3 separate regions of the Mus musculus genome follow, and all the other regions are linked to region 3. The links are chromatin contacts, called in public Hi-C and HiChIP or PLAC-seq maps. All regions are on one chromosome and are shown on one strand. The core of a region is the stretch at or near the end of the contact, and the rest is flanking DNA. Distances in the headings are between cores, read along the strand shown.

The links. Hi-C and Micro-C count contacts between places; a contact is called where the count stands out from the background. HiChIP or PLAC-seq counts read pairs in DNA pulled down with a chosen protein or histone mark.
Region 1: a contact with region 3 is called in a FOXA1 HiChIP or PLAC-seq map of pancreatic cancer cells. The contact joins two enhancer-like sites. A contact is called at or near these places in 3 of 484 Hi-C or Micro-C datasets (ECoMG-derived neutrophils, Th1 cells and nephron progenitors), 3 of 115 datasets of contacts at active chromatin or transcription factors (Th17 cells, fibro-adipogenic progenitors and pancreatic cancer cells) and 2 of 9 other capture datasets (bone marrow-derived macrophages and embryonic stem cells).
Region 2: a Hi-C map of bone marrow-derived macrophages shows a contact between it and region 3, with 25 read pairs. The contact joins two enhancer-like sites. A contact is called at or near these places in 2 of 484 Hi-C or Micro-C datasets (bone marrow-derived macrophages and effector CD8 T cells), 5 of 115 datasets of contacts at active chromatin or transcription factors (embryonic basal ganglia, embryonic stem cells, heart atrium and 2 more) and 1 of 9 other capture datasets (embryonic stem cells).

The regions. Positions count from the first base shown.
Region 1 is chr15:59,717,298-59,720,953 of GRCm38.p6, forward strand. No RefSeq gene overlaps it. Among named protein-coding and RNA genes, the nearest start is that of Trib1, 70 kb to the left of the region's middle. Within about 2 kb of position 2,289, at least 17 of the 459 cell types and tissues checked have an H3K27ac peak or open chromatin away from gene starts, as enhancers often do. A contact at or near this core is called in bone marrow-derived macrophages and pancreatic cancer cells, where this site is marked.
Region 2 is chr15:59,679,043-59,682,830 of GRCm38.p6, forward strand. No RefSeq gene overlaps it. Among named protein-coding and RNA genes, the nearest start is that of Trib1, 32 kb to the left of the region's middle. Within about 2 kb of position 1,784, at least 192 of the 459 cell types and tissues checked have an H3K27ac peak or open chromatin away from gene starts, as enhancers often do. A contact at or near this core is called in bone marrow-derived macrophages and pancreatic cancer cells, where this site is marked.
Region 3 is chr15:59,410,773-59,414,258 of GRCm38.p6, forward strand. The region is part of intron 2 of Nsmce2 (NSE2/MMS21 homolog, SMC5-SMC6 complex SUMO ligase); the gene reads left to right. Among named protein-coding and RNA genes, the nearest start is that of Nsmce2, 38 kb to the left of the region's middle. Within about 2 kb of position 1,254, at least 110 of the 459 cell types and tissues checked have an H3K27ac peak or open chromatin away from gene starts, as enhancers often do. A contact at or near this core is called in bone marrow-derived macrophages and pancreatic cancer cells, where this site is marked.

The DNA of each region.
Region 1 (3,656 bases), core at 1,039-3,538, 310 kb after region 3:
TGACAGCCACTTTTTTTTTGACCCCCCAGTCTAGAAGTGACTCTGCAAAAGTCCCCACAGGGGACATGGTTTCTCTGACTAGTGACTAAGGCAAAACCCCTTTCCACTCATGAATTTCTTATTTTCTAACATTCCATAGTCTGGTAACTTTTGTTGGTGTGAGTAGCTGCTGTCAGAGGACTTCCACTATGTGGTGAAGGTGGGGGCTTTGTCACTACATTATCCTTGGTCCTCAGATGCCTTTTTGAGCAATCCTTCCTGGTGCTTGTTCTTTTACCTGAGAGATTCCTTCCCTGGCCTTGGCTAAGAGCTGTTGACTAGATTTCTATTGAAGTGCAGTAACTTAACAGCTGGCCCCCAGTCACTGATCCTTCCCTCTGAGAGGAGGGCTTGGGAACTATGGGACAGAAGATGGTGTTCCTCGCCTCCACCACACTACTCTTCCATCTCCTCAGGGCTTCTGGAACATGCCTAGGATTGGGATAGTGCTGGACCTATGGGGGGATGCGATGGGCTTCAGAGGGAGGAGGTTAGGACCCTTCTTTCCAGCCCTTAGCTCCACATCCCGCTTTTGCTTTATCTGTCCCAGTTTTGGGACCAAGTCTGATATCATGGCAGTGTGCTAGACCCACCTTGGCTAAATACTGAGAAATGCTAAAATTGGACATTTACATTATCTTTAGGAGTGTGGGATGGCTGAGGTCATACTATGTAGCCCAGGATAGCCTCTAACCCATGATCCTCCTGCCTCAGCCTCCTGATGCCATAATTTCAGGCATTTACACTATGTCTGGCTACTGTCAGTCTTTTATGTATGTATGTATGTATGTATGTATGTATGTATGTATGTATGTATATATGTATATATGTATTTATTTATTTTGCAGTGTTAGGGATTAAACTCAGAGCTCCCTGCATGCCAGGTAAGTGCTTTACTGGCGTTCAGTTTCTCAGCTTTCCTAATGAAGTTTCGGTTGCTTAGTTTAAGGCTATAGTTGGTGTTTAGTCAGAACCTTCCCATTTCCCACACCCATCCAAATTCCTTGTTCTAATTTCCTTTCTCTTGTGTTTAAATACTATGACAAAAAGCTACTTAGAAAATGACTTATTTCTGCTTCTAATTCTAGGTTTACCGTCCATCTTTGTGGTGACGTCAAGGCCAGAACTTCCAACTGCAGGCTTTTCAGCTCCCTGGAAGCCTGGGAGGTTCAGTGTGCACAGGTATAGGGTCCTCCCACTCAAAAATCTCACAGTCTTACAGTGGACCAGAGATCTCTCTCAGAAGACCTGCGGAGGCTGGGTGGGTGGCAGCACACAGATGGAGCTCAGGTCCAGTATAGAGAAGGCAGATATGGCCTCTGCTTTGGGGATCCACTGGAAGTAGCATCTTTATTGTTATCTAAGGGAAGGACAAGGTTTCCTGAAGGTGAGAAGCCAGAATGAGTCAGAACCAGGGAATGAAGGGGCTGGGTTTGCATCAAAGACTCGAGCAAGATGTCAGTTTGGTCATGAGTTACAAAGAACCCTAGTTCTGTGCAGGAAGGCTTTTGAAGACCTGATGCTTCCAGCTTGGTCAGTATGGGCACTTAGCAATCATTTCAATCATGCAAATCATTTCTCTCTTATCTGCCACGTTACCTACCATGGTGTCATGCTGGGGCCATGTCCTCTTAGGAAGGAAGACAGGACTGCTGCTGCTGAGCAGAGTCATCTGTAGGTGTGACCTGTGTAGTAGATGACAAGGGATTGCCTTCCACAGCAAAGAAACCTCCGAAGGTCTCTTCCCTGCATGTTCTCAGGGCCAGTGTCTGGTTTCCTGTCCACTGCTGAAGAGAGTGGATCAGAAAAGTCCTATGTTTGGAGAACCACAGATTACAGATGGAACTAGGCCTCTTCAGGGGACTGAGGCATGTACTTGCTACCATCAATCAAAAGCATGTATCATAGCAGACGAGGAATGTCTGGGACTCATGGGAGGGTGGGATCATACATCAATATAGTGTATGTTAATTCTGAGGGGCTTAGGGAGCCAAGGAAGATTTGGAGGAAGAGTGTAACCCAAGCAGTATGGGGCTTTAGAACAGTTTCTTCAGGATCAGTGTGGAGAGGAAAGGCCAGTTTGAGGAGGCTGAGAAACAACGGCAGTTCTGCAAGTAAGAGGTTGGTGTGTGATGAGAAAAGAGAGGGCTGAGGTGAGGGAGTGAAAGGGGTGGGAGGCAAGTTCTGATTCCCTGGTTCCCCACATCTGACTCACCCTGAGCTCAGTTAGCTCTCATGGGTCCACTCTCCATTTTCACAGCCGACTTCCTCCTCTGTGTCCTGGTCTCTCATCGGGCTCACGGTGCTGGCATCTACACCTCCCATTCTGACAGCTCCCACAAGGCTCCTCAGTGGTCCAGGGTGTGTGTGTGTGTGTGTGTGTGTGTGTGTGTGTGTGTGTGTGTGTGTGTGAGAGAGAGAGAGAGAGAGAGAGAGAGAGAGAGAGAGAGAGAGAGAGAATATCCTGGGATGTTTTGTTTCAGACTGGCCTCCCCTCTGTGCATGGTTGTGCATTCAGGAGCCTTTGCCATCCCCCTCACTAGATGTCAACAGCAGTCTGACCCCCACACTGTGTTTGCGGGCATGGAGGCATGTTCCCTAGTGTAGCCTCCCTCAGCCCTGAAGCAGGCTGATCCAGACTTTGACCTTGCTGCCACTGAGAAGGAAATTACCTAAGGTGGAGCCTTCTGACCTAGATGGCTCTTTTGTTCTGCCGCTGACCACTGCTCTCCCCAAGACACTGCTACCTGCTGAGAAGCCCCTGAGACATTCTGGAGGAACATGCTATTCTACACATCACCTACAGGCTGGCTCCAGACACCAAGAATGGACTAGCGGGGCATGGGCCTCCCCCTTTTATAAGTAGACTCTCTTAGTAAACTGGCGGGCCTTAAACAGAATCATGTCTTGGTCTCCATTAATCTCTCTTGGTCTAAGTCTCTTTCAGCCCCAGCCTGCCTCCCTGGTGTACCCGGTTCAAGTAGGCCGCAGGCCGGCACACAACACCCTGGGAGCCAAATCAGGAGCCTGCTGCCAACCCTTCTCCTCAGAGCTGCCTCATGCTCTTGAAATGGGAAGTCCGCTAAAGCTCCCATCTGCTGCCCATGGTAAACATCTCTAGAGGTCCCCTTCATGTCCCTTCTGCTACTGGCTTCTCCAGAGCCTCTGATTGTCTATCAGCTTCCTCCCCTACCACACCCAACATCCATTTTGGATGTTTCTCTCATCTTTGTAGGCTCTTAACATCTTTAATCTGGAGCTGAGTTCATCAGAGTGATGGGGAACCTAAAATTGTCTCTTAGAGCCACATAGCGGGAGCACTGACTTCCACTCCTGGCTTGCCTGGGCCTCATTTTCAGTGTTGATTGTCAGCAGGGTGTCTCTGGGGGCAATTTACCTCACCTCTCAACCTTATTTTTAAACCATACATAAAAGGAGTGTACTCTCAAGCTCATTTTAAACAGTGACAGTGTTTTTTAAAGTGTGAGCCATTGATTGGCAGGGCTGCAGTTGGCTTCATAATGATGCTGACAGTTCTTGTCCTGCAGGTAAGTAACAGCAGAAGCTGTGTCTAGCACATGACTCTCACTTGGGGGTATCTTCTGTGCCTGCCCTGC
Region 2 (3,788 bases), core at 534-3,033, 270 kb after region 3:
AGTAGTATTCAGCTCTCCACAGGCCTGTGTCACCAGCAACCACCTCTGTCTTCAATAAGCTTTCATTGGCCAAGAGGAAGCCTCAGATCTACGAAGCATCTGCCCTACATTTGAACACTGAGTAAGGCACACAGGGTGTGGCCTTTGGGGTCATACTTCTTCCTAGCTCCTGTCTCTGACATGCCGTGTGTATGGCTTGTGCCAGTATCAGTGCTATAGATGAGGAAACTTTGGTACACAGTTAAGTAATCCACCCACGACTGTTTAACCAGTAAGTAGCCGAACCACAAATCCTCACGGTGTGGCCCTGGGGCCTTGTTCTAGAAGCCTGAGCCATGTAGCAGGGTAGGAAACAACTCTAGAGGTCGAGGAGACGAGTGGAGGAGGGTTGTAGGGTTGCCTGCCTTTCCAGACTGATAGCCCGAACTCCTGGCTAGTTTGACTGCTGTTTGCCCTGTGACCGGTAGCTCTTTCTACATCTCAGTTTCCCTGTCCACACAGAGTTTAGAGTCTGTCTTGAGTTGCTGTGGGAGGCTTGACTGACAGTTCTTGGAAACCTCAGAGTTCTATATGAGCACAGCTATGGCGAGGATCTCTAAGAACTTCCCTGGCACCTAATATATCCCTGACAGAGCTGGCACTCCAATGGGTGAACAGTGGGCACCCTGATCTTCTTGCTCAGTCTGGAGAGCTGCAGGCCCCACCTGGAGGGCACTGTGTCAAACACAGACTTGAAGGAACAAGGCCTTCTATAGAATCTGTTCCAGGCCTGCTAACCTACAGCATACGAGGAAAGCCTACAGTTCATAGGCTGGGGACAGAGCCTTGCTTGGGACAGTTCTGTTGTCACTTTGGAAACCCACTGTCCCAGGCAAGAAGGATTAGAAGGGCAAGGGTACAGAGATGAGAGCAAAGGGGCTGGTGCCCTGTCAGAGTGAGCTTCTAGGATCTCCCCAAGAGAACTCTAGCAAAAAGCTATTAATTCCTCTCTAAGAAGTCGGGTCTCAGAGCTTTCCTTCTGGGATCAAATGAGATGTGACATCATAGGATGAATTGCCAGAGAACAGCATTGTGACTCTCACCCCCCAGTGAGCCCTGGGGTTTGGGGGACAGGTGTGGAATGGTTTTGTGAACTAAGGAAAAAGCAAATGTGGGGTGTGGTATCCTCACAGCAGCTCATCGCTGCTCTTCCCTCTGGTGCAACCTTTTCCGCTTTAGTCTTGTTTAAATCCCAACACTTCCCGTTCCAAATGAAGAACGTTCCAGAATGCTCCGTTAGCACACGGGTTAGTTTATGGGTGATTTATCAGGGCAGTTTCCTGGATTATGGCCTCATCTTCTCTCAGCAAATCCTGTTGAAACACACTTCTGTCAGCTGTAAACCCTGAATGTGGGAAAAGAGCTGACACACAGGCTCCGTCTCCGGAGTAGCGCATTCCCGAGTGTGGGCAGTTCACCAAGACCAGGAAACCTCCGGTTCGGCTCGAGAAGAGGTCACCCTGTGGGCAGGGGCAGCCCTCAGCTGATTGGGACTCGAAGGAACCAGGATTCAGAAATCCTAACCTGGTCTGCCTGGGTTACAGATTCTCTTGCCAGCCCTGGGGGACCAGCTTCCCTCTCCTACCCACTGACCAGTAACGACAGGCTGGATGTCTCTGGGACATTCCGGAACAGGACACAGCTGAGGTTTGACCCAGGCTGCATGGGTCTATGGACACTGGTGAACCGTGAACGGCTTGCCCTGGAGTGACCATCCTGTCCTCGGGCTCTGTAGAAACAGCCCGAGGCACTCAGCCCCAGCCTCCTTCCTGCTTACTGAGACCTTGACCTCTTGCGGTGCCTCTGTGGAGCTGCAGGGCGGCTAGGAAATGAGTTAAGCCGGCATTTCCCACTCCAAGGCTGAGCCCACCCCCGTTTATCCAGCCTTCCCAGAGCAGCAAGGGCTATTTTTTTCCTTTTCTTTTCTTTCTCCCTTTGTAGCATTTCCTGGTTTTCAGCCGAATGAGTCACTTCCTTCTCTGGGTTCCACATAAAACTCAAAAGGTAACTTTTCTCTATGAGTGGATTTTATTTTACCAACACTGATTTTTTTCCCCTTTCTCACTCTTATGGACATGGAAGATGTGCATATTTCTTTTCCTCTTTTCGCTTTGGTTTCTGGGAAGCCTGGAGTCCAGTATGAGGTTCCTCTTGATCAAGTGACTGCTCTGAGCCTTCTAAATTAACTTTGTCCCCGTTTTTCATCTTCAAGCCAAGCCTTTCTTTTTCCATTTTTGATTTTTATGGTATTTGTATTATCAATTTTATTTTAATTGAGGGTTTTATTTACATTTTATTCGAGCGTGTGCTTGAGCGCGTGTGTGCGCACGTAGAAGTCAGAGAACACTCTGTGGGAGTCCATTGTCTTCCTCCATTTTATGGGTCCTGGGGATTTGGTTACAAGCGTCTTTACCCACTGAACCATCTCACTGGCTCAGCAATAGTATTTTTCATGATAGAACTTACATAAATAAAATGTATCCAAGTCAAGTATAGAGTTTGAGGTGACTAATCTTGGTTTTTCAACTTAACTGTGTCTGGAATCAATAAGACCAGGTGCCAAGTGTTCCTGTGAGGGTTTTCTTGATTAGATTATTTGAAGTGGGAAGGTGGACCCTAAATGTGGGCGGCATCTTCTGGCTGCTGCACAGATAAGGGAACATGGAAGAGGGATTTTTTTTTTTTTTGTTTTGTTTTGTTTTGGTATTTTTGACACAGTGGTTCATTATATAAGCCCTGGCTGGCTTAGAACTCAGTGTGTAAACCAGCCTGGCCTCAAACTCATAAGATCATAAGAGACCCACCTGTCTCTGCATTTCTAGTGTTGGGCTTCAGTCTAATATTTGTGCCATGGGAATCAGAGAGATAACTAAGAGGTTTAGAGCAGTGGCTGATTTTCCAGAGGGCATGGGTTCAATTCCTGGCACCCACATGGCAGCTCACACCTGCTTGTAACTCCAGTTCCTCTTCTGGACTCTGCAAGAGGCTCGACGTATGTGCAGGCAAAATACAGCAGATTAAAAATTTTTTTTTGTAAATATTTATTTATTTTATTTATATGAGTACACTGTAGCTGTCTTCAGACACACCAGAAGGCATTGGATCCCATTACAGATGGTTGTGAGCCACCATGTGGTTGCTGGGATCTGAACTCAGGAAGAGCAGTCAGTGCTCTTAACTGCTAAGACATTTCTCCAGCCCCACAACAGACTTTTAAAAACATCTAATGGCAGTCTCGACACATCCTCAGCTGTGCACTTATTCTCATTGTGCCTTTAAGAAGCAGTTGGGGGCTGGGGAGATAGCTCAGTGGTTAGGAGCACTGGCTACTCTTCCAGAGGACCCAAGTTCAATTCCCAGTACCTACATGGCAGCTCACAACTGTCTTTTACTCCAGTTCCAGGGGCTGACATCCTTACATAGATGAATTCAGTCAAAATACCAAGGCACATTAAATAAATAAAAAAGAGAAGCAGTCAGAGTCCTGACTTTCTATAAAGGTCTCAGTTTCAGGGCTCCATGCCCTGAGGCTCTGTGACCGTGTCTTCTGTTCCCAAGCTAGCCATGCATGTACCTGGCCCCACATTTCCTGTCTTCAGCTAGCTTCATGTCTTCATTTCACTGGATTCGAGTTTTCTCTTTATTTCTTGCATCCCAGGATTGATTTCTTTCATATGGGCTCAGCTGTGGATGAAAATGTGTAAGGTTAAAATCACATAGAAATGGGGGATACTGAAGCTGCCGTTGGA
Region 3 (3,486 bases), core at 4-2,503:
TAATATATACCTGAAACTTTTTAGTTCTGAGGGCAAGATGATTTTAGGATTTGGACTAGTTATATTTGCAGATGAACTATCTACTCTGTAATGGATTTAGTTAAAAATATAGCTGGTTAGTGCTTATGCCAAGCCAGGCTCTTCTTTGAGCACTGTACCTACATGCTAACAACTTTATGAATTTGGTACTATTCTTTATCTTTTTCTTGTTTTAAAAGGTTTGCATTTTATTTTTATGGGTATGAGTATTTGCCTGCATAAATGAGTGTACACTACATGCATTCCTGGTGCTGATGGAGGCCTACGAGGGTATCAGATCTCCTTGATCAGGCGTTATAGGCTTTCCTGAGTTGTCATATGGGTGGTAGGAATCGAACCTTGGTCCCCTGCAAGAATCACAAGTGTTCTTAACCACTCAGCCACCTCTCCAGCCTTCAGTACTATTCTGATACCCATTATAGAGGTGTGGAAACAGTCTTTCCAAAGACTACACAGTCCACAAGAAAGAAATCAAGCAGACTGCCCCTTCAATTATGTGGTGTGCAGCTTCCCACGTCTGGGTTATTATGTGATGGGAGGGCTGTGGGGAGGCAGATGGCAGGAAGGTGGAAAGTCCTCCAGGATTTCTCCTGGACTTTGGGAAGAAACCAGCTGCTGACTGGTTATATCATACACCTGATACTGCACACTTACTTCTAGTGGGAGGCAGTTATAACATGGGCATTCAGTTTTAATTTTACCACACTAATATCTGTGTGGAGGAATAATTACAACTTTGAAGTTCAGTGTAGTGAGAAGTAACCAAGTTTCTATTAAACATTGCTCAAGCACTGAGTAAGTCATTAAATTCAACTCCTGATGAGTGTAGATTGCTTAATATCTGTCTGTCAGGAGACACACAGATAGACAGATAGATGTCACTAGATGTAGGTAATTGGATCTGAGTTTACAGAGAATTCAGGTTTTGGTTTGATTTTGACACAGAAGTTGAGAATATTGTTTATACTGTCATCTGTTTGTATTTCTCAAAAAAAAAGGTAAATGTCTTTTACAGAAAATATGGAAGAATCAAGTTCTCATATAAAGAGATCTGGAAATAACTTATTCCCAGTCTTTAGAAAATAAACTTTTCTGGCTGTGTGTGCCATTTAGTCTAAGGAATTTAAACTAAAGTCAGGCAACCCTTGCCACCATCCTTCTTCTTCGCCAAAATGGTCTGTGTATTTAATGACATTTCGTGTTTATCAGATTCTTCTAAGTGTGTGAGTCATGTTGACTCACAGTCAGCAATCCTTAGCAACACTAAATGTCTGCTTTGTCTTAGCTTGGTAAGTCACTAATAAAATACATGCTGCTGAATTTAATCAACTCCATGTAATTGGTTGTTTCTGTTCAGACATGCTTGTGTGTGGCTTTGTAGAATAGAAAAATTAACCTGATCCCACAGTTTTCTTGTTGTTTGTTTAGAACAAAACTTTAGAAAGCAGCTTGACCCTGGACAAAGCCGTGCAGCTGATTAGATATGCAGGTGGGAAGAATAAGTAGGTGACATTTGTCTTGAGGGTGTGTCTCTCTAGTGTGTGTGTGCACACATGTCCTACTTGTAAAAGTAAAGAGATTTTATGGGTTGATAAGAGCTGGAATACTAGGTCCTCTTCTGGACAGTAGAGAGATGTTAGAGAGGGGACCTTATATCTGAGATCATAGGGAGCTTTCAACAAGGGCACCTCAGAAATCCATGTGAGGTGTAGTGAAGTTCAAGGTCTTTGTATGTGGTTTGCTTGGAGAGACAAGGAGGGCAAAGCCTACATTTTGATGTTTTAGTGAAGGCTGGGCTAGTAAAGGCCTAGAGACTGTGAGTGACTTTCAGCTCTATTTCCCAACCCCCAGAGCTGGACCTCAGGGAAGTTTATTCCATGGGCTGCAGGCACAGCACCCCTGTGGTTAGGGAAGGCCCTGTTTAGAATAAGTAGGTCCAGAAGTGTACCTCTTACCCCCCCTCCCTCACTGACCTGGTTGCCGGTCTGGAATGGCAGTTGGGTTGCTCTGTTGATCATGACCAGGTGGACAAGGATATGCCATGATAAGAACTGCTTCCCCCACCTGCTTCTGCTTTTCAACCAGTGGCTTAGAAAATACTGAACAAACAGGCATGAGTCAACCCTGGATAGTACTGCATCTGAATGGGGAAAATAAATATCTCATGCTCCCATACTGCGCTACATAAAGACAGCATATTGCCATGCTTGTCACCTAGTTCTTAGCCACAAGTTGGAAGTTATTCCTCCTTAAGAGTCCATGTCCATAAAAGCAGCTTACTTGCCTCCTGCCCTCCTTTCTCAGACCAGTCTCTACTTTTGCCACGCTCTTCTACACCGGGACAACTGGCATCAGTGGCTATGGTTTCGCCTTCAACATTCATATTTGTTCCCGCCTCAGCCCATTATCTTCCTCTCATTAAAGCCTATAAATTTTGTTTGAAGTTGGGTTTGATTCTAGCACTAAGTCACCCATTTCTGCTTAATATACCTTCAATGCTCTTTCAGTGCTTCAAAGCAGGGAATAGTAAGAGTTATTGCTGTTGGTGCATTTTAGCATTGAGTAACAGATGACGTGTCTAATGAATAGCGTGGCTGCTGAGATTGCATAATTATAGGTTTGTCTGCCTTTAGGAAAACCATAAGCAGGCCAGCTTCATCCAGTTAGAGACTTCTCCAATTATGTAAGCATGAGAGTATTTCATTCTAAAATGAAGCCTTCTTCCAGTGATTCTGTTATTCTTTGTCTTGGGGTGGGGGTTGTTTTGTTTTATTTTGTTTTTTTGGGAGTTTGCCCCTGAGTAGGAAAAACAAAAACAAACAGAAACTGTCCTCAAGGGATGAGTTGTTTTGTGGCTCTTTCTGGACTAAGCCACACTTAATAATGTACATGAGGTCGTGCAGGCTACAGTGGTTCTGCATAGTGTTAGAAATAGGTCTGATTGGCATTGTTGGGTAGGTTTGTAGAACAGCCTAATGCTGGCATGCTTACAGACAGCTAGAATTTTATAGTGCAAAGCAGGGATTATCTGTGCCCTCTGGACTTGGTTTGCTGGGGTGGAGGTAGGGGGACATATTTCAGCTAGTTGTACTAACTTTAACTTCTTGGAACAATTTCTTAATTAATGTGCCAGGTGACAGGTTTCCCAGAGGCCTTGAGTTGCTCCCGTGGGTCTTCTCCATGTGTGCATTGGCTTGGAAATCAATATTCATTAAGTTCATGTAGATTCATTCAGTTACTGAGAGAAAGGGTTGGATCTAATACATTTGTAGGATGACATATTGAAGGAATTTCAATATTCCCACTTCTCTCAGACCTTGTTTACCTGGGGGAGAGCAATTAGATATATGTAATAAAAGTTATTTCTGATCATGAGTGCTGCTTAGGTTTTTTTGTAGGACTCTTGTTCCCCACCATTTCTCTATAGTTCTCTTTGTGACCTGACAG